7 separate regions of the Mus musculus genome follow, and all the other regions are linked to region 3. Evidence: chromatin contacts called from public promoter capture Hi-C data. All regions are on one chromosome and are shown on one strand. The core of a region is the stretch at or near the end of the contact, and the rest is flanking DNA. Distances in the headings are between cores, read along the strand shown.

Region 1 (3,240 bases), core at 18-2,517, 2.2 Mb before region 3:
GAAACCAGCTGTCTGTGTAGCATACTTGTCTAGGGCTAGAGGGAAGATGGGAGCTTCTGGCCAGGGGGGTGGGGGGTGGGAGCAAAAAATGCAGAGACAAACTGTGCACAACACTAAAGTATCTCTCTAGTATCAGCAATTCGGAGGTTACAACACATGCTTAATCACTGCAAGGAGAACTAAGTAGGAAAAGAGAAGTTGAGTTCTCCACAGTGATAAAAATACCATGGATAGTGGTAGCACATGCCTTTAATCCCCGCACTTGGGAAGCAGAATCAGGGGGATCTTTGAGTCCAATGCAAGCCTGGTCTACAGAGCAAGATACCCCATGCCTAATGCAGAGAGAAATTCTACAATGGATGATGGACCAGAAGTCCGTACAATGCTAAGAACTGTGCCCTCCTTGGGAGAGAAGCAGAAGAGATACTCACAGGCTCAGAGACCACCTGCTGTTAAACACTTCTCTGTTTGTGGTGAACCAGGGAGACGTGGGTGATGTTCTGGTATAGTTCTCATAAAATTAAAGTTCTTATGCAGATTAATGAATGAAAGTGTAAGCAAGGGACAAATGGAGAGATCAAGGATCCACCAATGGATTCTGGAAAGTCTTCACATGTAAATGTGAGGGTAGTACTTATAACCTCGTTCAGAGATTTTTTTTTTTTAACGTCTATGTCTCTGACCTACCTCCTTCACTGTATGGATTCCAGTGCTCACAGGAAAGTGTTTTTGTTTGTTTTCCCAGCTGTGGAGTCTAATGCATGTATGCTCACAGGCTTGTCAGCACACATGGAAAAATGGAGTATGTACAAGTTGAGCATTAAATTAAGTCTTCCTTCATTCTAGGCACGTAGTCTACCCCCTTTGCTAGTTTTGTACTTTGTATTTTGAGACAAGGTCTCTGTAAAGTGCCTAGAACGCTTTGGATTTGTAATCCTTTCATTTTAAACACCGAAGTTGATGTCAAAAAGCATCTCTAAGTAATAGCACTCACTCCACTTTAGCCTCTTGTTTCCTTATTTTAAAGTACAATTAAATGATTGTCAACTTTTGGTGCAGGTTCCAATTTTATAATTAGTAGACGAGTTTTTAAACTACAGTTTGACCAGATACAACTAATAACCCCTCCTATCAAAGCCTCAACGGATGTTCTAGCACGTCCGTTTTACAACCGGAACTTTTAAAGCAGCCTGACTGTGGGCTTTTGTCCCAGTGCTGACACCTCTCCTTTCTTTCCACCCTCCTCCGCTGTCAGTAGGGAGAACACAGAACTCTGGGAAATGTAGTCGTGCCCTCTGTGACGTCACAAGCAGCCGCTCTGCGAACCGCACTTCCGCATCCCGTCTGCAGACGTTTGTCTTCCCCTAAGTTAGCGGTGCTGTGTCCTGCTCCTCGCTCTCGATCGGATCTCTGACATGGAGGTTGGTCCAGGGAGCAGTGCAGCCTGAGGGAATGTGCAGGGGAGTGGTCCAGCTTGGAGGGAGCGGAGCCGAGGTGGACCAGAGGCAGGGAGAAGCCGAGTTGGTGATGCTGTGCTGCTGACCTAAGCTGGGCCAACTGAGCCTGGATGCAAATCTGGGTGGGGAGAGCAGTATGGGGGTGGCGCTGTGAGTGAAAGCTTTGTTAGGACGCGGCTGTATACGCTTCTGGGGTGGGAGAGCTGGCTCTGTAGCACAGAAATGTGGAATGGTGGAAGGTTCAGTATTGCCCCCCCGCAGGGTGGGCCGGCCCTCTCCTTGCGCCAGAGGTGTAAATGGGAGCCCACATTCCTGCTTGCCTTAGGAAGTCTGTTGGCTGTGATCACTTGGCCACTTGACTGTGGTCAGATTTCTCAGAACTTCTAGATCGAGTGGAGATCTGGCACCTCCTATTTATGGCCAGCCTAATATTCTTGGTTTGAGTTAATAGCTGCTCCTCGTTTCCAGGGACAGAGTTCTGCTAAGGAGGTTGGTGTATAGGATGTTAGTACCATTCTCTTTGGAATAAATTGTTAGGTTTTTTTTGGTGTGTTGTTTTGAATGAGAATATTTCATGGCCACCTCCGTGATCTATATCTTCACACTTAACACTCACATGTAGAGACAGTCTAATGTTCTAAAGGAGAAGGCTTATTCAGGATATTATTGATCCTACATTGTAGAGTAAAATACTAGAAAATACCGTATCCACTTATGTCAGAGATTGTGTAATGTCAGAAGCTTGGACTCCTTTTCTGAAACAAATGAGGGGGTGATGGGAGCAGAGAGATGGCCTGGAGATTATTAGTGACTTCGGGGAAAGGACTTGAGTGTCCCTGGGGAGGAGAAGTGACCTTGAATACCTAACAGTGTTTACGTTGCTCTTCAATTGTGAGCTTCTCTTCTATCTCTGGACACTGCACATCTAAACCTCCCTTAACAACTACTCTATCACTGCCCCGACTGTGGCACTCAGGTTCCCTGTTGCTCCCTGAACATTTGCCAGTTTATCCACGTCAGAAAGATTGAAAGGTGAATTTGAAGAGCTTTTGCTCAGTTAGGGTCCCTTGCCCATAATAGACTCCTTGGCCTGTCTCTTGTATAGTTTTGTAGTTCACAACACTTTAAGTCAAATCAAGTGTTTGTGTGGCATTAAAGCCTATTATTCATAAGGAACATGGGTTTTAAGCCACCTTCAGTATGAATATTTCTGTGGACTATGTAACTGTTATGTAAAAGACAGAGACTTCCTAGTTAATGTCACTGGCCTACAGGACAAGAACAGCATTGTGTTTTCCATTATCTAAAGTGGGAAGAGTACACTACCTTGTGAACCAAAAGTGGTTTCCTAAGAAGTAGGCATGAAGCAGAGGCATGCTGTCCTGTAACTTACAGACCTTTCCAGTATATATACTTTAAACACACCTGTGATTGAAAGAAACCAAACCAAACCAAAACTGAAGCCTCTTCTTGGAGCATCCTTGTTATCTCTGCATTGTGAAGTGAAGGCGGGGGATTAGGACTTCAAGGTCATCTTCCATATTATAGATTACTCAAGATGAACTTAAGCTAAGTACGATTCTGTGTAAAAATTATTAAAGGTTTTAAAAAACAGTTCATGGATACACTATTTCTGATGGCTTCTGTCACTTGGCTTAGTACCAGCCTGACAGAATTCCGTCTAACTGACATGGCTCACATTTAAAACATATACTTGAGAAGGTTTATTGACTGTATTTGATGTGTACTTTAAAAATCTCCTGCTCACATGCTTCTGTTAAAG
Region 2 (3,199 bases), core at 56-2,555, 2.2 Mb before region 3:
GCTAGGAGACCGTTGGTTATCTGCAGTTTCTCCTGGTCACGTGGTTCAGCTCCATCTTAGCTGCTGCTTCCTCCTCTCCTGTCATCTCTCCCTCCCCATCTCTCGCTCTCCAAGATCTCCTCTCTCACCTTTCCTCTCCACGGCCCAATCACAGGCTTTTGCTTTTATTGACCAGTAAATGGGGAGAAGATTCACAGGAGAGCACCTGAGTACTTGATCCACCACTCTCCCGGGGGCCACCCCTCTTGAGGATGCAGAATTAACATGAAAATTCAAACAACATCAGGACAACCCACAACACTTACATAAGCTAAAGGTTGAAAATATGGACAAAGGATCTGCGATGGATCTGGGCGATCTTTACTGATAAACAACAGAGAGGAGGACTTTAAAATTGTTCGATACTCCGGAGGCAGAGGCAGGCAGATTTCTGAGTTTGAGGCCAGCCTGGTCTACAAAGTGAGTTCCAGGACAGCCAGGTCTAAACAGAGAAACCCTGTCTCGAAAAATCTAAATAAATAAATAAAATTGTTCGATGATTTAGTCTGTTTCTCTTGACTAACCTCCGACACGAATGGATTCCAATATTCACATGAAAACGATTTCCTGCAGTGGCTTGTGATCTGTGTACGGCTTGTAGTTGATTTCTAGAAGAGCCATTGCACAGGGCATCCAGAGTGATGGCGCTTAAGCCTTGTGGTGATCTCCTGTAAATAATCCGTGATTGTTACCTAAAATCCATGGCATTGTCTTCTTTGGGAATATCAAAAGCTTAGCATAACCTCAGTTATAAAACAATCCTGGTAAACCCGACACATTGGCTGTCAGTCCATCAGAAGCTGATTCCCCGGCGGCTTTTGCTAAAGCTTATCACATCCTGGAGTGTCTCTATCTCTTACCATCTTGGTAACTCAGTACACTGACAAATATTCACACAGGGTGTCAATACAGGAGAACGCGGCTCACTTAAGTATGTGCAGTACTGGGTATTAAGCCAAAGCCTTGAGGCAGTTTCCTCAAATAGCTGTAAATTTCACCGGAAATGAAGAAATTAAGAACTTTGCCAAGAAAATCCTCTGCCCCTTTAAGCTGGACCACAGAAACTGAGGAATGCACTCGGCTCGTTAGAACTGGGCTCAGTTCGTGGCCTCCATGCTTCTTAACTAGGCGACACTAACTAGGTGACAGACATCAATGCAGAAATCCAGGACCATTTTGTAGTACAACTCACTCTCCTAAGACTCCTGCAACGCCATCGCACAGACTTGTGGGAAATGTAGTCTGTAGCACGGTGACGTCACAGATCGGTACTTTGGTAAACAAGAGTTCAGCTTTTGGTAAGCATGTGCGGCTCTTATCCAAAGCTGGGCCAGACTCTGGTCCTGCTGTGCTCTCCCGTTGGATCTCTGACATGGAGGTTGGTCCAGGGTTCAGTCACCCCAGGGTCTGTGCGGGGTGCATAGGTCCGGAGGGAACAGGGACCGGGTGGAATGGAAGCTGGGAGGAGCTGATTTGGAGGAGCTTTCTGGACAGGGCTGGTGAGAGGGCGCTGCGGGGGTTAGTGGGACTGACCTCTGTTTAGACCGACAGAATTCAAGGAATGGAGAAGCTTGTAAGTTCAAGGATTGCCTAGGCAATGTTGGCTGGGTGAAGGTCTTTGCCTGGTCATGGTGATTCTGGGCGTTCACTTTCCAGCTTTCTGGTGGAAGTATTAGCTGGGTCACTCTCACGTGGATGTTACTGGATCGCTCAGTATGTTTAGATAAGAGGAGATCTGGTCCTTTCTGTACTTTATGGCTGTCTGTTACGGAGTTCAGGACCACTGAGAAAGATCACCAAATAAAACTAGGAATTAAAAGGTAAAAAACAAACCAACGAAACAAAACTGCTTTATTTAGAGCCACAATCTCCTTTGCCAGTTTGAGAACTGCTGCAAAAGGGTAGACAGGGGTTGGAATTCTTTAAGTCACAAAACACAGTTGTCTCAACTTGGGATGGTCTGCTTCATAAGGCATTATATTTTTTGTTTGTTTTCTGAGCAAGCACAGCTAAGAGAGATTAAAAAAAGCAGAATGCATGTCCGGTTACTATTGTTTGCTGTTTGTTTTTGTTGCTGTGTTGTACAACGCTCAGTTGGAAATGGAGCTAGTCTTTAATTCATCGCACATGCAGTTATTCTTGTCTTGCTTTGAGGTGACAGAACTTGCTAGGTTCCAGGGTCAGAGTCCTGAAGGGAGCATTGGTGTACGTGATATTTATCCCACTTTCTTTGAAATGAATTGTGGATTTAAAGAAGATTCACTTGGAATAGGAATCCCTCATGGAGGCTGTTCAGTTCCTCACTTGAAAGTAGCTTGACACCCATGTTTGCTAAAAGGATATTGAGCTGTTTCTCTTTTTTTTTTTTTTTTTTTTTTTGGTTTTTTCGAGACAGGGTTTCTCTGTATAGCCCTGGCTGTCCTGGAGCTCACTTTGTAGACCAGGCTGGCCTCGAACTCAGAAATCCGCCTGCCTCTGCCTCCCGAGTGCTGGGATTAAAGCCGTGCGCCACCACGCCCGGCTTGAGCTGTTTCTCAATGGAGGATTAATTAAAATCTTCCTAAGAAAGACAGATTTTAAAAAATTGCCTCCAGGGTTAGGAACCTTAGAGGTTGTAAAGCATGGGATTGTAAAATCTGTCACAAGGTGTTAACAAAGGACACCAGAGGTGCCCTCACTGTAAGATTGCACACACACTGCCTGTTTCAGTTCCTGACCCTTGGTCAAACTCTTTCGTAAATGTACAGTTCAGATTTGTGGATTTTGTGAATGAGCTGTCTGTCCTGACTGACAAACCTGTTGAACCAAACATCTGTATTTACAATAAATTCTCTGGGCTTTCAGATATTGTGGCTTCTCTGTTCTCTCCTATCTGAGAGACTGGAAGTCTGGCCCTGCTGTGAAAATTTTTTTTTTCCTTCAACATCTCAATGTTAGCTTCTGGTTTTCAACTTCATAACAAAATGTCTACCACTCTGAACTGAATCCTCACACTAAGGCTCCCAAAGGGAGGCAGAACAATGCCATCACAGGATACTCTGAGCTTTGTTCCAGCAAGGTTAATCCTACAGTGCTGAGTGAAAAATAATAGAAGCTACCAACTCTCCTGTTCCACCCGAGACTGTGAAGTTGAGAGCGTGTGAACCCCTTCCGGGATGGA
Region 3 (3,272 bases), core at 478-2,977:
GGGTACAGGGGTAAATGAAGAAAATATCTAATAAAAAATTTAAAAAAAAAAGAAAATGTCAGAGTTGGGTGGGGGCAGGTAGAGTCAAGCCTGGCATTGAACTTCTAATCCTCCTCCACCTCTGAAGTCCTGGAATTAAAAGCGTGCTGCACCCACCCAAACAAGTGTTTATTAAAGTGGAGCCTGGCTTACCTACTGAAATCATGTTATTGAGGTTCTCCATCATGATTTCCCTGTACAGGCACTTCTGTTGGCGATCTAGCAGTGCCCACTCTTCCTCGGTAAATCTCAGTGATACATCTTCAAACTTCACAGATTCCTAAAAGCCATAAGATGCAGTTCAGCCGCAGGTTTTCCTCTTCCATGGTGTCAGAAAAATAGAAAGGCTGAGCAAGATGACCCAGCTACATTTTACTTATCTCATGTTCCTTTGTCTGAATCCTTGAGCAAATCGGTCTGACACTAATCAGGGGACAAGTGAGACTGTGGTCTATGAAAACCTGTTCATTTCTCACTAACCAGGGGATAGGACTGTTGGCTCCCATCTATACCTCTTTTCTTGTTTTTGAATTATCACTTCTTTAAAGTAGCTGCTGAAAACTAAACATGAGCCTCTTATCTTCTAACACCTGTCAGTTTCTCTCAACCAGATCCCCAGCTTTTGTTGTTGTTGTTGTTGTTCTGTCGAGATAGGGTTTCTCTGTATAGCCCTGGCTGTCCTGGAACTCACTCTGTAGACCAGGCTGGCCTCAAACTCAGAAATCGGGCCTGCCTCTGCCTCCCAAGTGCTGGGATTAAAGGCTTGTGCCACCAAAGCCTGGCCAGATCCCCAGCTTTAAAAAAAAAAAAAAAAAAAGTTGAAAAGGACTGGTGAGATGGCTCAGTGGGTAAAGGCTACCAAGCCTGAGTTTGATTGATCTCCAGGACTCATGTTGAAAGAAGGGTAGCAATCCGGAAAGGTGCCCACAAGCAGGCAATAGCACACATGTGCATACCCACACACAAAATAAATGTAATAGAAACATTTTTTGTTTTTGAATTGAAAAGCTTCAATCTGGCTTGCCTCAATCTGGCTTGCCAGTTCCAGTTCAGAAATCGGTTTGTTTGTTTCTTCTATTCTAACCCCCCTCTTGGGCAGTCCTTCAACTCCTCCCGTAACTCTAGGGTATTTGAGAGCAAACATCTCACCACTAGCCGGCCCCTGAGCCGTCACAAAAGCTGAAAAGAAGCCTTTACTCACATGGGGCCAGGTTGTTGGAAGCGTGGAAGCCATACTGTCCTCAGTGTTCTCTAGCGGTAGGAGGCAGAATGCTGATCGTCCTGAAGGTGGAAGAGGCACTAAGGAATGTGCCCAGTGGCTCCCCCACTTCTGCCCATATTCCGACCTCTGCAGGACATAACCAGTCCGCCCCAAAATTGCCAAGTGCCCAGTGAGTCCTCTCCCCGACTCCCATAAGCTTACAAAACAGGTTCCCCTCTAACCGAGAGGGGATGGTTGATGTCCTCCAATCCAGAATGCGGTCGGTTTTCTTAAACCGTGTTCCCCATCTAGAACGGGATGCCTCCTCAGGATCCGGACCCACGACTACACACCTTCTCCGGGGTCCATAGAAGTGGAGCCACTAACGAAGCCGACACTGGACTCCGGAGGCTGCAAATGAAACAGAAGATAGGAGTTGTCCCCGACGGGCTTTCACGCAGCGTTACGAGTGCTTGCGATAAACACAATGGCTCTTGCCTGTCGGTCTAGCCCCTGAGTCGGCTCGCTGGTCCGGACTACAACTCCCAGGCGCCCCCGCGGACGTCGAGCGGCGGCAATCTGTTGGCGTCCTTCCTGTTGGCAGGCTAAGCCGAAGTCCGTAAGCGTCTGCTACTGGCTGCTAAAGAACTAGGATGAAGCCTTTGAAGGAGGCTACTAAGATGCTAAGCATCTCCGTGGACAGAGACCGAGACTAGGAGGGAGTCGAACCCACTAACAGGAGCAAATGAACTTGGACAAACCGGAAGAAGTGCTGGTGTTAGATCGGCTGGGGGATGCTCGCCTTGTAGCAGAGTAAGGAGGGCGGAAGGAGGGCGGAAGGAGGGGACACACAGAATACACAGCTCGACTAGTGTAGAGGGGAGGGACCCGGATGGGGACTGGCTGTGGGTCGAAGGCAAGAGAAGACAAAGTCATTTAACCGAGTTTCCTTAGGGGAAGGAGAAAAGAATGCAATCGTGCTGTAGTTTCAGCGGTGTCCTTAAAGGGAGAGGAAGAAAGGACTAAACCGTAGAAACAGAAAGCCATTAGGCATTGGAATTAAAATTTTACTCGTTTCTATGAGAGGACAGGCGTTTGCGTCCAGATCTGTAGAGTGAGCAGGGTTGTATGGTTTAGGCAGGGTTGTATGGTCTTACAACGTTTAGGTGGTAAGTGTGGAGACCTGGTGGACTTGAAGGATATGGTAGGCTACACTAAATGTCCTCTCCAGTTTTCCCCAGCAGAGGAAGGGATGTAGTGAAAATTCTAGAATTTTGGTTTCTTGAAAAAAAAAAAAACCAAATATTATAAGAAGGTGCTTTTATTTTGATTCCGGGTATAGGGACGTAGGGCTGCTTCCGACTGCCTGAAGCAACTGACCATGATTTATTTGCCTTGTGCTCTAGCAGAATCGCGGTTCTGTCTGCAGCAGAGTTTTGGTAATTGTGTTATATTTGGAACTCTGGGAACTTTTCAGAGGGTATATAAATGTTAGAGCCCGATAGGCTGGGGGCTGGGGTGGGCCAGTTGTTGGTTGTATAGGGAGGAGGTTGGTTGTAGTTTGTTAGTAGCTGAGGCCAAAGGAGAAGCAAGAGAAAAGAAATCAGATTCGGGGATCTTCCTAATCACTCTCTCCCCTCTACTCTTGTTCCTTTCCTGTCTAGTGTTAGGGGGTAGAAAGGGGGGTAAGGATAATAATGGGAGGAAAAAGAGAACCGACAAAGTAGCAAAGACCAGTTACAAAGGGACACGGAGGATCAGAGATGTATGAGGAGAATTAAAATTACCCTCAGTCCCAGGGAGGCTAACTGTAAATATCCATGCATATGGAGAGCTCTTAGGGCAGCTTCTAGGAATTTGGCAGAAATTTGACATTAGACTAGAACACAGAAGTAGGCTCAGGCAAGAATTTGACTTTGGGCTAGGACAAGAAAGTAGGCTCAAGATCTTGATCATCTTGTAAGTCCCTGAATACCACGGGACCTTGTTTATTGCCTTGTTTGTTCCTTGACTGAAAACTGACCTTATTCTC
Region 4 (3,440 bases), core at 615-3,114, 2.1 Mb before region 3:
TTTATTAACAAGTCAGATAATAAGTGGGGAATAATGTTTGCACACACTTGAGAGGGGAGATACTTAAAATAAGCACTACAATGTCATGTCTGGATTACAACCATATATGGGGGCTGAGAAATCAGGATTTGAATAATACAAGGATAATCTTTACACAGCGTACAATAACATTATGCCTGCAATATACTGTACCCACATGAAAATTTCTTCACATATATACATATAGTACTGTCTAGATTAAACACCTAGAAGAACATGCAGTGTTTACCTTTATAAAACTAAGTAATATCAATATCATACATACTATGTCAGTCCATTTCTTAGTAAAATTTGTGATTACAGTATCTTAGATCCAAAGAGCATCTCTCTCTCTCTCTCTCTCTCTCTCTGTAATAAATATTTATATTTACCAAATTGTTTTCCATTAATATTTTCATGGATATCTATGTTGATTCTGGTTGTTTACTGTTGGGAATAAAGAGCAATAAACATGGGGGCACAAATACACCTACATACAGCAAATTATCAGGTTCTCTGAGTATAACCACAGGATTGAATTAGTAGTGAGAGTGCAGAGACTGGTTCCATTCGGTTGAGGTCATTATGGGAATTAATCTGTAAGGTTCCAGTGTTTATTTCAGCACCCATAGTCTATGCTTCTGTACTCTTAGAGGCTACTTTGGGTCTGTGTTCCACAGTGGAGTAGACTCCACTGCAGCTGATGTTTTAGTACCTGCCTTTAGTTCACAGGATCTAAGGAATGGCCAAGGCATTGACTCCATGTGATCCCCTGGCTGTTTTGTGAGCAGTCCCATGTACACTGATTTCTGAGGGCTCTCAGAAAGAAATCCTAGTTGCAGGTGAGGGTGGATACCAATTTAAAATGTTTGTGCTCTGTATACTCTTGTTTCTACAGTACAACTCAAAGCCTTTGCATTTATGTCTCAACTACATACAACAAGTTGGAGAAATGACTGGATGTGTGACCTGCTTTTATTACAGACACCTTTCTACCAACAGATCAACAGTAGTAGTCTCTGTTGGACATAGGTAGCCTGTTAGCTGGTTTTAATCAATGCCTCCTTGGGCTGCTTGTTGATCTCCTTTCCAATGTCTGAGAGTCTGGGGCATTAACTCGGGACAAGAGATTTAGAGGAATGTTAGATAGACACTTGCTTGGGTGTGGCTTGGGAATGTCAAATTTTATCTTCAGAGTCAACCTCCTTGGCCTGCTCAAACAGCATGTGTTCCTGTATATGTAATATTAGCAATGCCCTGGAGGAATTATTTCTATATATTCGAAAAGTAGAAACACAAACAACAGTATACAAGTTTGTTGGGGCAGAAACCAAGCCAGCTTTGTACCGCAAGTCCATTTGTCAAAAGTTACTGAGGAGCTAGGAGCATAGTCAGGCACACCAAGGTTGGTTTCAAACATCCTTTTATAAAGTTACGTTTCCTTCCCACGTAGGTTAGTGTATTGCTTTGTTATTTTAACGAACTACTAAGTCAACGTTTTTTGTTTTTTTGTTTTTTTCAAGAAGTAGTAATATTAAACTTACAACTAGAAATGACTTGTAAGCCATATGTTTCTGTCAAAGGCTCGACTCATATCCGTACATCTCCGATGTGGTTCTGGGGTCCGAAACCAAATGGGGTCGCATTACCCATAGCTTTTCTGCAGAAAAGGCTTCCTCCTTCAACCTTCTACTTTGTGTTACCATCCACGTACCTCTCCAAACAGTAGAAGTCACCCACCCTGGGTTCTGGGATTTCCTTCGCACAGACTTCTGGGAGATGTAGTCCGCACCGCTGTGACCACTGGGAGCCTTCCAGGAAATCCCCTTCTGACTTCAGGTTTGTACTTGTGCCTCTTCCTCAAAGTTGGGCGGAAATCCTATGCGGCTATCTATTCCAGTTGTCTCTGACAAGAAGGTTGGTCCAGTCAGCAGCGTTGCTTGGGGCTCTGTGCGGGGTCTGTGTCAGGGAGGTTGGTTCAAGGAAGCAGCATAGACTGGGGTGGGTGCCAGAGCAGGGCTCTGTCTTGGAGGGAGCGCTTCTGGGCTGGGTGGGAGGGCGGAAGCAGCTGCCAGGACTTGCTGTGCTGAACTGGCTGGGACCGCTGAGGCTGCAGTTTTGGAGTGAGGGGACTGGCCTTTTGGGATTGTGTCCTGAGTGAAGGTTTCCTTTAGAACACCGAGAGCAGCCCGAGTCTGCCTTGGTTCTCTGGTACACTGGAGCAGCTTGGTAGTGGGGGACTAGATTGCAAACTAATGGTGATGAGCTGACTACCTGCTCCTGAGAGAGTGCCAGAGCCCACAGACCTGCATTGCTGGAAACGCGCATTCCTGGCTGCCCCCATCTCACCTGGATGCTGCCAGAGTCCTTTGTGTCTTTAGAGTAAAAGGGTTTCTGGTCCCCGTGTACTCTGTAGCCAGCTTATAGCAATGGCCTTGAGGTCTGACTGTGTTCACTTTTCTCTGCCAGTAAAGAATTAAGAGAGGAAAAATCCGAGGTACTACAGGTGTCGTTTAGGGGAATTCTGGGACACTGCCAACAGATCTGCCTGAATGCACTGAAAATCTTGGACTAGGGTTGAAGAAACGCATGGAGTGGATACACTGGCAGGAATGTCTACAAGGCAGAGTGGGATCGAGACGAGCTCACATCATGTTTCACCTTGAGGGCTGTATTTTCTAAACTTTTGAAAGGACCTCCATCCCTACTTTACAGTTGAGAGTTTTAAAAAAAGAGATAATGTCCGCTTGGCCCACAATGGTTCCGGTCAACATGACATTATCAGGGCTTGGACTTGTTGAAGAAGTTTATGAACATTGTGTATATTTCTGCCAGTGTTTCTGTTATCTTGTAGCTTTGCTGCCCATGGTAATATGAGGTATAAAAGGGCGGTGAATAATAAACTTGAGGCTGCTGTGGTATTGACCAGCAGTCCTCCCAAGTCTATTTCTTGGCTCTGCATCTTTTTTCGGCCTCTCCTGTCTTTAATCCTCACTCCACACTCAGAGACTCTTTGACACTTGGCACAACCTAGGAGTTGCTGCTTCATGATCTGTGTTGTATGTATTTTAAGCACTGTGTAGTATAGACAGGCTGGTAGGGAATGGGGAGTCTGTATTGTTTGGAACCTGATCAGGAATCCATCGTTCTCTTTGCCTCTCTCTCATGTTTACTTCCCATCAATGTCCTGTTAATCTTTAGATCTGCCCGACTCTCTGAAAATTTATCTCTGATTGTCACTGACAGGAGATGCAAGAGTTCTTAAAACATCTGCGCTGTCCTTTCTGTTGCTCTAGACTTCCTCTAGGATGGGCTTCCATTGAGTGGAATGTAACCATCGAGCTCCCAGTTATTGGAAGGATAGGTAGTAATTGTTAATGGGTGGAACTGTTCCTGCCTCAGGTCAGACATTATTTGCATTT
Region 5 (3,507 bases), core at 730-3,229, 2.0 Mb before region 3:
TAAACTTAAAACTGGGATCATGGTCTAAACAAACATATTAGTCCTGAGACTCTGGCTCCAGTAGACTTTTCCATAACTATGCCTGGGTTCCTAATATTCTGCTGAATGAGGCTCCTCTTTGATGATATGTTCAGGTTGTGACTACACCACCGTAACTCCTCCTCCTATTGAATTATACAGCCACAATGCACAGAAATGGAGACTGCAGAAGACTTGTAAATGGATGCTGCATCCTCACGGATGAACACATCTCATGTGAATGACTACCCTCTTACAAATGTGTGCATGAAAAGACACAAACATACATGTATACATATACCATACACACAACTAATTTAAGCTTACCCTTGACTAGCTTACAAATAAATAAGACTCAGACTATGGTTATTTCCATTGGCTTTGACAATTACTGGGGAGGGCAGCCCTCATTTATTCTTCTAACTGCTATCCTGGTGTCCTCCTTTCTTCCCGATGGTATACCCCAGATACTTGCTGTTTCTCATGGCCATGTCTCATCTTTGAGACATGGCATCTTTGTCCTCTTTCCCCATTCTTCCTCCTTTTCCTGGTCTCTCTTCCTTCTCTCTCTCTTCTCGACCCTCTACCAGGTAACTCAAAACCCACCTACCTGTAATTTCTCCAGTAATTGGCTGTAGCCAATTTGATTTAACTAATAGTATTAAATCAAGGAACAAGGTTTGCACAACAGAACCTTGTAAATGTGAGAAGTCTGTGGTAGGCTTAGATCTTCGGGTATAGAATTTAGCATTACATACATAGCAACAGACCAGACCTCAACACATAACACATATTGGAAAACTAGCTATGCTGAGAAATAATAACTTTTGTGGCTTCTGACAATGCCCTTCACTGCAGCATTCAGGAGGAGGACAGACCAGTCATGATGCTTGCCAATCAAGCACAGGTACACACACGTACTGCTCCTTGCCTCTAGTTTCTCTGAGTGAGCAAATGATCTGCATCTCTGGATAAACATACTCCTGAAAAAGAATAGGGACTCTGCACAGTCTTTGCGCTGAAACGGGTTCCTTTTGGATCATTAGGATTCCGGGAAGTATGAAGCCTTTTCTGTAATGGAGTTTGTAACTTTGACTCAAGTATGAACTACACAGGAATAAACCTTCCCATGAAAAGGTAGGGATTCTCAATCCTGCATGTTTCCAGTGTAACTTCTTTATTACAGTGACTTATTTGACAGTAATATGAACATATATCTGATACCTTTGTATTCAAGGAGAAAACACTCAAGTGTTCTATTTAGAAGGGAGGGAAGTTCAAGACAGATAACACTAATGTTCAAATATTTTCAAATATGACCGATGACAGGATCAGTGCAGAGACAGGAAAATCAATAAGAAACATCAAACCTAAGGCAAAGGGAAATCCTGTAAGTGCACAATGGCTCGACAGTCAGTACACACACCATTGTGATCCCAGGAACTCTGCCCCTCCCCTTGGGAGACAGGAAAGCCTGTACTAAGAAAACATCTGCTGGTGACTAGATTTGATCTCCAATTCTTCTATCTTAAGCGACTAAGATGGTTTCAATAGAATCGTAAAGAGATAATGCTCACTCCTACATTAACTTCCTGCTTCCACATTCTTAAATAAAGCAGATCATGAAAGCATGAATTTTTCATTCGTGAATGATTCTATACATAGATCAGAGTTGTAGCAGAGATAACATGGAAACGTGATGAACGTGATTACTGTGAAAGGCTCATCTTACAGGCAAACATTTCGTGCCATGACCAAGGATTTTAAAAGAGCCCAAATTCCATGTGCATGCCCATGTGCAGCTGCTCTCAGTGGACTGTAATCCAGGCAGTGTACAAAAGCTCTTCAGTGGGTTCCCGGAAGTCCTTCCAACTGACTTGTGGGAAATGTAGTCCCATCGCCTGTGACGTCATCAGAAAGAGCTGTCAGCAACAAAATTCCGTATTCTTTCTTCAAACTTCGCTTCTTCTCAAATTTGTGCAGCTGTCCTGTTGAGCGCTGCATTTGGATTTCTGCCATGGAGGTTGGTGCAGGGAACAGCACCATCTTGCAGATCTGAAGGACTGTGCAGGGTGGCGGATAGGGCACAGAGAGTGCCAACTTGGGCTTGTGAGACAGGAAGCTGCTGACCTTGAGGTGCTGTGCTGACCTAGGCTGGGCCACTGTCCCTGGGCACAGGTTTGAAGAGGAGAAGGTTGGAAACAGCAGGATGGCAAGGGCAGGCAGGGTCTGCTCACTGCCTGTGCCTGAGATGCTGACGGGAGCTCACGCATCTTTGCTGGGGAAACGTGCTCTGCCTAGCTGACGGGTTCTCCTGTGGTGGTTGTCAGATTCTTAGGACATACAGAACACGTGGACATCTAGCGCCCCATATACTTTATGTCCTAGAGATTACTCCTGGTTTGAGCTCACACAGCTTCCCAAAGGTCCTAGTGTCTAGGGACAGAGAGTCCTGTGACGGTGATTGTTGTGTGGGTTGTTAGTTACTTTTCCTTTGGAATGAATTGTTAGATTTATGGATGCCTTGGTTAGAGTGGGAATTTCCAATAGACATCTCTGTGACTTGAATCATCACAATACATGGCTATGTAGCCACAGAATAATCTTGTAATTGGTATGAACCTATGTTTGCCCAATCCAGATAATTATGGATTTTGCACATCAAATTAAAATCGCTAGACAGCAGTACCTCAACGGTTCTGAGTATGTGTTCTGTCCAAATTTGGACTTCTTTTCAGATGAGAGACGACTTGGTGTGATGAGAGATTGCTGGGTGGGGCTGGAAAGTCTGAAAGGGAAGAGGAAAATGGCTCTGCTCATCTGCCAGGCTCTGTAAATTGTTCTCTAATCTGCCAGGCTCTGTACATTGCTCTCTAATCTGCCAGGCTCTGTACATTGTACTATGTTTTCTTATCACATGATTTTCTTCTGTCTCTTCACATTGTCAGCAGCGTCTGAACTGTCCTAAATTTAACTGTCTTAAATATTAAATTTTCTGTCCCTCAATGTGACATTCAGGTTTACTGAGGCACCTTTAATAGTTTTAGGAAGAATTCCCCAAGTTTTTCAACTGCTTTGGAACAGCTGGAATATAAATTTGGAAAGCTGTTATACATTTGGGGTCTAATGATTTTTCACATAGGTTCCTGTCTATGCATAGTTCTCCTCCTGAAGGGTTAAGAGAATAGTTTAGTCCAGAGCCATTTGAATAGCCTTGATCTGAGAACACAGATTTACTTTAATCCAAATTCTATGCTCCAACATGGAATCAGTTTCATGGTTTTACAGAACAAAGAATGTCATTAACCAAGGAAAATTTAAAATACTTTGGTGTGAGTCGATAGAAGCATGTACTACGATATATGGGAGATATTCTATTCACCTAAGATACCATCTGCTGAGATTTTAGCTTTTGGATTCATAGAAACTTATGTTCTCCCTTGTCAGTGGATTCTGGGAGGTTTTTATCTATTGTCATAAGCTATGTGG
Region 6 (3,051 bases), core at 162-2,661, 2.1 Mb before region 3:
CTGCAATGAAATCACCTAACACTTCAGACACAAGACTCAGAGGATTACAGCTGTACCTGACAGGAAGGTCTCCCAGCTAAGGACCAGTTATCATAGTGATAGAAGCTGCCTTGCAAGCTTCCAAATGAGAGAAGCAGTAATGATCCTAGTTAGCTGTTAGCTAGTTCTGTGGCAGTGGACCACAGAAACGTCCCATATGGCGTGATATCCCTAAGGTGCCACAGTGCCAATCACATCTTGACATTAGCAGTAGTATAATTGGACTTAAAGGTTGATCAAGTAGACATACATCATGGATAGAAGCATGGGCTGCCACCCATGGCTTGTTAGGTCTTGCATCCTGGAGGACAGGCTAATGCCACCTTTCTAAACCATCATAAGTTTAACTGCATTCTGAAGACTTTTCCTAAGGTCTATACATACGTGAAACTCTTACTGCTCCTCAAAGTACTTCTTGCTGCAGCACAGAGAACGTTAAAAAAAACCTGAAACTTACCCAAATGCAGAGAACTGTAATCTGTGTCCAGACCCAATACATGCATCTATACCACATTTTCTGCATATAGTCATCAAGGACTGTTTCTGGATAGGGGCAGATCGATTATGAGAGTCAGAGGTCCAGGAGGTCGGCTGTGAGGTCGAGCAGCTTAGAGAGTGAAGGGAAGCTGCACCCTTAAACATGACTGACTGAGCAATGACAATGGCTCATGGTTCCTGCAGGGGGAGTCTCCTGGGTAGACAAAGATGTATGGGCACCTAAGAATGGCTGAGAGAGGGGGGAATTAGCCTTTCCCAGGGCTGAGTCCACTCACTATTCAAAGCTAACTCACACAATTATAACAAAATACTGCATTAATACATAAATTCCTGATGTCATGAAGTGGTGAAAAAGGAAAAGTAACATGACTCATTTTATAGGTAATTCTGGGACTTTACTCAAGGAATTATGAAAAGTGGGTCCTGAAATACCAAATTCTTGAAATAATAAACTAGCATCAGGAAATTATTTCATAAAGTTACTTTTCCTTCCCACGCTGGTTACTGTATTGCTTTGTTATTTTAAGGAACCACTAAGTCAACTTTTTTTTTTTCCAAGAAGAAGTAATATTAAAATTACAACTAGAAATGACTTGTAAGCCATATGTTTCTGTCAAAGGCTCGACTCATATCCGTACATCTCCGTTGTGGTTCTGGGATCCGAAACCAATCGCATTACCCATAGCATTTCTGCACATAAGGCTTCCTCCTTGCACCTTCCACTGTGGGTTACCATCCACATAACTCTCCAAACAGTAGAAGTCACCTAACCTGGGTTCTGGGATTTCCGTCGCACAGACTTCTGGGAGATGTAGTCCGCACCACTGTGACCACTGGGAGCCTTCTAGGAAATACCCTTCTGACTTCAAGTCTGTACTTGTGCCTCTTCCTCAAAGTTGGGCGGAAATGATATTCGGCTATCTATTCCAGTTGTCTCTGACAAGAAGGTTGGTCCAGTCAGCAGCGTAGCCTGGGGCTCTGTGTCAACGAGGTTGGTTCAGGAAGAAGTGTAGACTGGTGTTGGGTGCCAGGAGCAGGGTTCTGTCTTAGAGGGAGCGTTTGTGGGCTAGGTGGGAGGGCGGAAGCAGCTGCCAGGACTGGCTGTGCTGAACTGGCTGGGACCGCTGAAGCTGCAGTTTTGGAGTGAGGGGACTGGCCTTTTGGGATTGTGTCCTGAGTGAAGGTTTCCTTTAGAACACCGAGAGCAGCCCGAGTCTGCCTTGGTTCTCTGGTACACTGGAGCAGCTTGGTAGTGGGGGACTAGATTGCAAACTAATGGTGATGAGCTGACTACCTGCTCCTGAGAGAGTGCCAGAGCTCACAGACCTGCATTGCTGGAAACGCGCATCCCTGGCTGCCCCACTCTGACCTGGATGCTGCCAGAGTCCTTTGTGTCTTTAGAGTAAAAGGGTTTCTGGTCCCCGTGTACTCTGTAGCCAGCTTATAGCAATGGCCTTGAGGTCTGACTGTCTACAAGGCAGAGTGGGATCTAGAGGAGCTCACACAATGTTTCACCTTGAGGGCTGTGTTTTCTAAACTTTTGACAGGACCTCCATCCCTACTTTACAGTTGAAAATTTTTAAAAAAGAGAGAATGTCCGCTTGACCCACAATGGTTCCGGTCAACATGACATTATTCGGGCTTGGACTTGTTGAAGAAGTTTATGAATATTGTGTGTATTTCTGCCATTGTTTCTGTTATCTTGTAGCTTTGCTTCCCATAGTAATATGAGGTATAAAAGGGCGGTGAAAAATAAACTCGAGGCTGCTGGCTGCTCGTGGTATTGACCAGCAGTCCTCCCAAGTCTATTTCTTGGCTCTGCATTTTTTTTTTCCTGCCTCTCCTGACTTTAATCCTCACTCCACACACAGAGACTCTTTGACTCTTGGCACAACCTAGGAGTTGCTGCTTCGTGATCTGTGTTGTATGTATTTTAAGCACTGTGTAGTATAGACAGGCTGGTAGGGAATGGGGAGTCTGTATTGTTTGGAACCTGATCAGGAATCCATCGTTCTCTTTGCCTCTCTCTCATGTTTACTTCCCATCAATGTCCTGCTAATCTTTAGATTTGCCCGACTCTCTGAAAATATATCTCTGATTGTCACTGTCAGGAGATGCAAGAGTTCTTAAAACATCTGCGCTGTCCTTTCTGTTGCTCTAGAGTTCCTCTAGGATTGATTTCCATTGAGTGGAATGTAACCATCGAGCTCCTGGTTATTGGAAGAATATGTAGTAATTGTTAATGGGTGGAAGTGTTCCTGCCTCAGGTCAGACATTATTTGCATTTCTTTCCCATTGAAAGTGAATTTTGCAAGTCTCTGATTCCCCTGCAATGTTTGCTGTTAATTGTACTGGCTATAATCCCCACAAAACGGTATCCTGTTTACAGGTCCCCGGACCTCCACCCCCAGGGTCTCACAGGAGATTGTACTCAAGACAGCAGACACTTGCCCATGCAGAATGGAGGAAGCCAGTGCTGGCCAACATAGGGAGTGAGCCCCGCAGTTAATTCTC
Region 7 (3,347 bases), core at 592-3,091, 2.1 Mb before region 3:
GTCCCTTGTAATGATGGGATTAAATGTGTATACCACTTTGCCTGGATCTAAACTTAGCTGGATGGAATCTTGTCCCAAAATTCTTCAAGCTGTTATTTTCAAGAACATAGGATTCAGCTCCATTTCACTTCTTGGTGTCCCTTTAAGACTTGAACCATATATTTTATTTGTTTTTCCTATGCTTGCTAAGCTTGTTCAAAATGCTCTTCATGAAACTTAACCAGAGAACAAAGTCTCTACTGGGCTATTTTCAGACTTCTTTTGTCAATACAATTAATATAAATCTCTTTACCTTAGACTCAGGTAGACTCATCAGACAAGGACAAAAAGCAGCCACATTCTTCACCAAAATACCACAAAAACTGTCTGTAGGCCACATCACTATCAGCAACAAAGTCTTTCATATTCTTTCTAGGATAGCCCCTTCAGCCCCATTTGAAGCATTCTACTGCTTCCCAATCCAAAGTCCCCAAATCCACATTCTTCCAGACAAATGCGTGGTCATGCCTATCACAACAATACCCCACTCCTGGTACCAACTCCTGTCTTAGTTCAGTAAATAGTACATAGCCTAGTTGTCTTAGGGTTTTAGAGCTGTGAACAGACACCACAACCAAGGCAAGTCTTATAAAAGACAACATTTAATTGGGGCTGGCTTACAGGTTCAGAGGTTCAGTCCAATAATAAGGAGGGAACATGGCAGCATCCAGGCACGCATGGTACAGGAGGAGCTGAGAGTTCTACATGTTCATCTGAAGGCTGCTAGCATACTACTGCTCCCAGGGAGCTAGCAATGGGGTTTGTAACTTTGACTCAAGCATGAACTGCACAAGAATAAGCCTTCCAAAGAAGAGATGGGAATTCTCAATACTCCATGTTTCCAGTGTAACTTCTTTAATACAGTGATATCATTTGACAGTTATATGAACACATTTCTGATACCTTTGTATTCAAGAAGGAGTTATCTTGATGTTCTGCTTCAGAGAAATGTGGGAAGTTCAAGGCAGATACCACTGATGTTCAAATATGGTGAAATATGAATGATGACAGGATCATCAGAGACACAGGAAAATTAATAAGGAACATCAAACCTAACAAAGGAAATCCTATAGTGCACAATGGACCAAGGACGCTTGCCATCCTGTTGTTTCCAACCTTTTCCCCTTCAAACCTGTGCCCAGGGATAGTGGCCTAGCCTTGGTCCACTGTGCACTATAGAATTTCCTGTGTTAGGTTTTGATGTTCCTTATTAATTTTCCTGTCTCTCTGTACATATACCTCTGTGATCCCAAGAGCTCTGTCTGCCTGCCCCCTTCCCCTTGGGAGAGATGCAGGGGAGGAAAGCAGTGCTCAGAAACCACCTGGTGGTAATTAGCTTTGAATTTTAATTTGTTTCTCTTAACCACCTGAGATGCTGCAAGACAATCAGGGTCACCAAGGATGGTTTCAAGAGCATCTTCAAGAGATAATGCTCAGTCCTAAATTAGCTTCCATATTTTTAAGTAACTGATGAATTTTCCATATGGTAGTAAAATACTTTAAATTCCTTTAAAACCACAGCGTCCTAGCAGAAATAACTAGGAAACGTGGTAAACATCACTGTAAAAGGTTCGATGCACAGGCTAACATAGGGTGCTGCGACCACCGGACTTTAAGAGTCCAAATGCCCGTGTCTGCCCATCTGCAGATCCTTGTTTATTCCTAACTTAACCTACTCACGGGTGGCAGGAATTCTGGCGGACAACAAACTAGTTCTGTGGGTTCCTGGAAGTTCTTCGCACTGACTTGTGGGAAATGTAGTCCCTACCACGTTGACGTCACCAAAAGGCTGGCTGTTCTTATCAAACTTCCGCATTTGATTTTCAAACTTAAGCTTCTCCCCAAAGTTAGGCGTCTGTCCTGTTGAGCACTGCGTTTGGATCTCTGACATGGAGGTTGGTGCAGGGAACAGCGCCATCTTGCAGATCTGAGGGACTGTGCAGGGTGGCTGGTCGGGCGCTGAAGATGATTTGAGCTGACCTGGAGATGCTGTGCTGACCTAGGCTGGGCCACTGCCCCTGGGCACAGGTTTGAAGGGGAGAAGGTTGGAAACAACAGGATGGCAAGGGCAGGCTGGGTCTGCTGACTGCCTCTGCCTGAGATGCTGAAGGGAGCGCACTCATCTTTACTGGGGAAACGTGCTCTGCCTGTGCCTACATAGCTGTAGTCAGATTCTCGGGACATACAGAACACGTGGACGTCTAGTGCCTACTAAACTTTATATCCCGTCCACTACTCCAGTTTGATCTCACAAATCTTCCTAAAGTTCTTGATGTCCAGGGACAGAGAGACCTGTGAGGGTGATTGTTTTATGGAATGTTAGTTTCTTTTCCTTTGCAATGAATTGTTGGATTTATGGATGCCTCGAGTTGAAAAGAATTCTGAAGGTACAATCCTATACCTGAATCATCACAATACATGGCTACATAGACACAGAGTAATTTTGTAACTGGTATGAACCAGTGTTTGCCCAAATATGGAATTTGCCCTTCTGCTTAAAAATCGTTAGACAATAATCCTCTTAATAAGTGTTCTGTCCAAAATTTGGACTCCTTTTCAAATATAAAAGATGAGTTGATGTGTGTGTGTGTGTGTGTGTGTGTTTGTTTTTTTCAGGGTTTCTCCACCACAGCCCTCCCCCCTATCTCAGGTGATCTTGCTTATATTGTCACTTTTCAGTCAAACCAAGGGTTAGTGAGCCAGAGCCTGGCTCGTGGCATTCAAGTCTACTCCCAGAAATCATGGGCTTCAGACCACCTTGTCCTATCTACTGGGATTTTCAATGAGTTTCTAACCATACCTAGGATAACAGACATTTCCTCGTTAACTTTGCTAATCTGTAGAAAAAAAAAATAACAGTATATGAAGTCGGAATCGCAATGCTGCCTTGTACATCAAAACATGTTCCTTACAAAGTAGAGAGAGTACAGCATTGTGCTCATATACAATTTATAGGCACCTTATGTTCATATATATTTTTAATTAAACAGCTCTATGACAGAAAAGAGAACTTAAGTGTAATTCTATGACACATTTCTGTCACTTCTGCTTTTTGGGGAGGAGTCAGGAATCCAGAGAATCAAAATCATCGTCTCCTTTATAGCCAACTCAAAGTGAGCCTAGGCTACATGAGACCATGTGTTTTAAAAAGATTCTTAGAACATAGCTTTTCTTTTTCTACGTGGTAATTACTTCTGGTTGGTCTCAGTTCTGAGCACCAGTGCCCTGATAGAAATCCATCCAATTGACATCTTCTAATTATGAAAACTTACAAATGGGCTGTAAGAAGTTCCGTCGAATGTATTTGA

The links. Promoter capture Hi-C pulls out the DNA fragments that hold promoters and counts their contacts. Capture Hi-C pulls out chosen DNA fragments and counts their contacts.
Region 1: a contact with region 3 is called in a promoter capture Hi-C map of pre-B cells, with 9 times the contacts expected there. The contact joins the promoter of Zfp87 here to the promoter of Zfp369 in region 3. A contact is called at or near these places in 4 of 39 promoter capture datasets (hippocampal neurons, liver and pre-B cells), 2 of 484 Hi-C or Micro-C datasets (B cells and pre-B cells) and 1 of 115 datasets of contacts at active chromatin or transcription factors (double positive thymocytes).
Region 2: a promoter capture Hi-C map of pre-B cells shows a contact between it and region 3, with 6 times the contacts expected there. The contact joins the promoter of Zfp874b here to the promoter of Zfp369 in region 3. A contact is called at or near these places in 4 of 39 promoter capture datasets (hippocampal neurons, liver and pre-B cells), 1 of 484 Hi-C or Micro-C datasets (CD4 T cells), 1 of 115 datasets of contacts at active chromatin or transcription factors (regulatory T cell precursor) and 2 of 9 other capture datasets (adipose tissue and liver).
Region 4: a contact with region 3 is called in a promoter capture Hi-C map of liver, with 5 times the contacts expected there. The contact joins the promoter of Zfp429 here to the promoter of Zfp369 in region 3. A contact is called at or near these places in 4 of 39 promoter capture datasets (hippocampal neurons, liver and pre-B cells).
Region 5: a promoter capture Hi-C map of adipose tissue shows a contact between it and region 3, with 3 times the contacts expected there. The contact joins the promoter of Zfp457 here to the promoter of Zfp369 in region 3. A contact is called at or near these places in 1 of 484 Hi-C or Micro-C datasets (uterus), 1 of 115 datasets of contacts at active chromatin or transcription factors (thymic regulatory T cells) and 2 of 9 other capture datasets (adipose tissue and liver).
Region 6: a promoter capture Hi-C map of liver shows a contact between it and region 3, with 4 times the contacts expected there. The contact joins the promoter of Zfp456 here to the promoter of Zfp369 in region 3. A contact is called at or near these places in 1 of 39 promoter capture datasets (pre-B cells), 1 of 115 datasets of contacts at active chromatin or transcription factors (thymic regulatory T cells) and 2 of 9 other capture datasets (adipose tissue and liver).
Region 7: a contact with region 3 is called in a promoter capture Hi-C map of pre-B cells, with 4 times the contacts expected there. The contact joins the promoter of Zfp595 here to the promoter of Zfp369 in region 3. A contact is called at or near these places in 4 of 39 promoter capture datasets (hippocampal neurons, liver and pre-B cells) and 2 of 484 Hi-C or Micro-C datasets (B cells and CD4 T cells).

Annotation. Positions count from the first base shown.
Region 1 is chr13:67,524,258-67,527,497 of GRCm38.p6, reverse strand. Zfp87 (zinc finger protein 87) reads left to right here and starts at 1,267. Exons shown (of 4, transcript NM_133228.3): 1 at 1,267-1,421. The coding sequence starts at 1,416.
Region 2 is chr13:67,482,359-67,485,557 of GRCm38.p6, reverse strand. It overlaps Zfp874b (zinc finger protein 874b), which reads left to right and starts at 1,305. Exons shown (of 4, transcript NM_001076791.2): 1 at 1,305-1,417. The coding sequence starts at 1,412.
Region 3 is chr13:65,277,309-65,280,580 of GRCm38.p6, reverse strand. It overlaps Zfp369 (zinc finger protein 369), which reads right to left and starts at 1,727. Exons shown (of 8, transcript NM_178364.5): 1 at 1,594-1,727; 2 at 1,241-1,320; 3 at 193-319. The coding sequence starts at 1,609.
Region 4 is chr13:67,398,191-67,401,630 of GRCm38.p6, reverse strand. Zfp429 (zinc finger protein 429) reads left to right here and starts at 1,864. Exons shown (of 4, transcript NM_001080941.1): 1 at 1,864-1,935. The coding sequence starts at 1,900.
Region 5 is chr13:67,304,884-67,308,390 of GRCm38.p6, reverse strand. Zfp457 (zinc finger protein 457) reads left to right here and starts at 1,979. Exons shown (of 4, transcript NM_001003666.2): 1 at 1,979-2,041. The coding sequence starts at 2,036.
Region 6 is chr13:67,374,123-67,377,173 of GRCm38.p6, reverse strand. Zfp456 (zinc finger protein 456) reads left to right here and starts at 1,411. Exons shown (of 4, transcript NM_001001186.3): 1 at 1,411-1,484.
Region 7 is chr13:67,331,054-67,334,400 of GRCm38.p6, reverse strand. It overlaps Zfp595 (zinc finger protein 595), which reads left to right and starts at 1,841. Exons shown (of 5, transcript NM_177622.3): 1 at 1,841-1,934. The coding sequence starts at 1,929.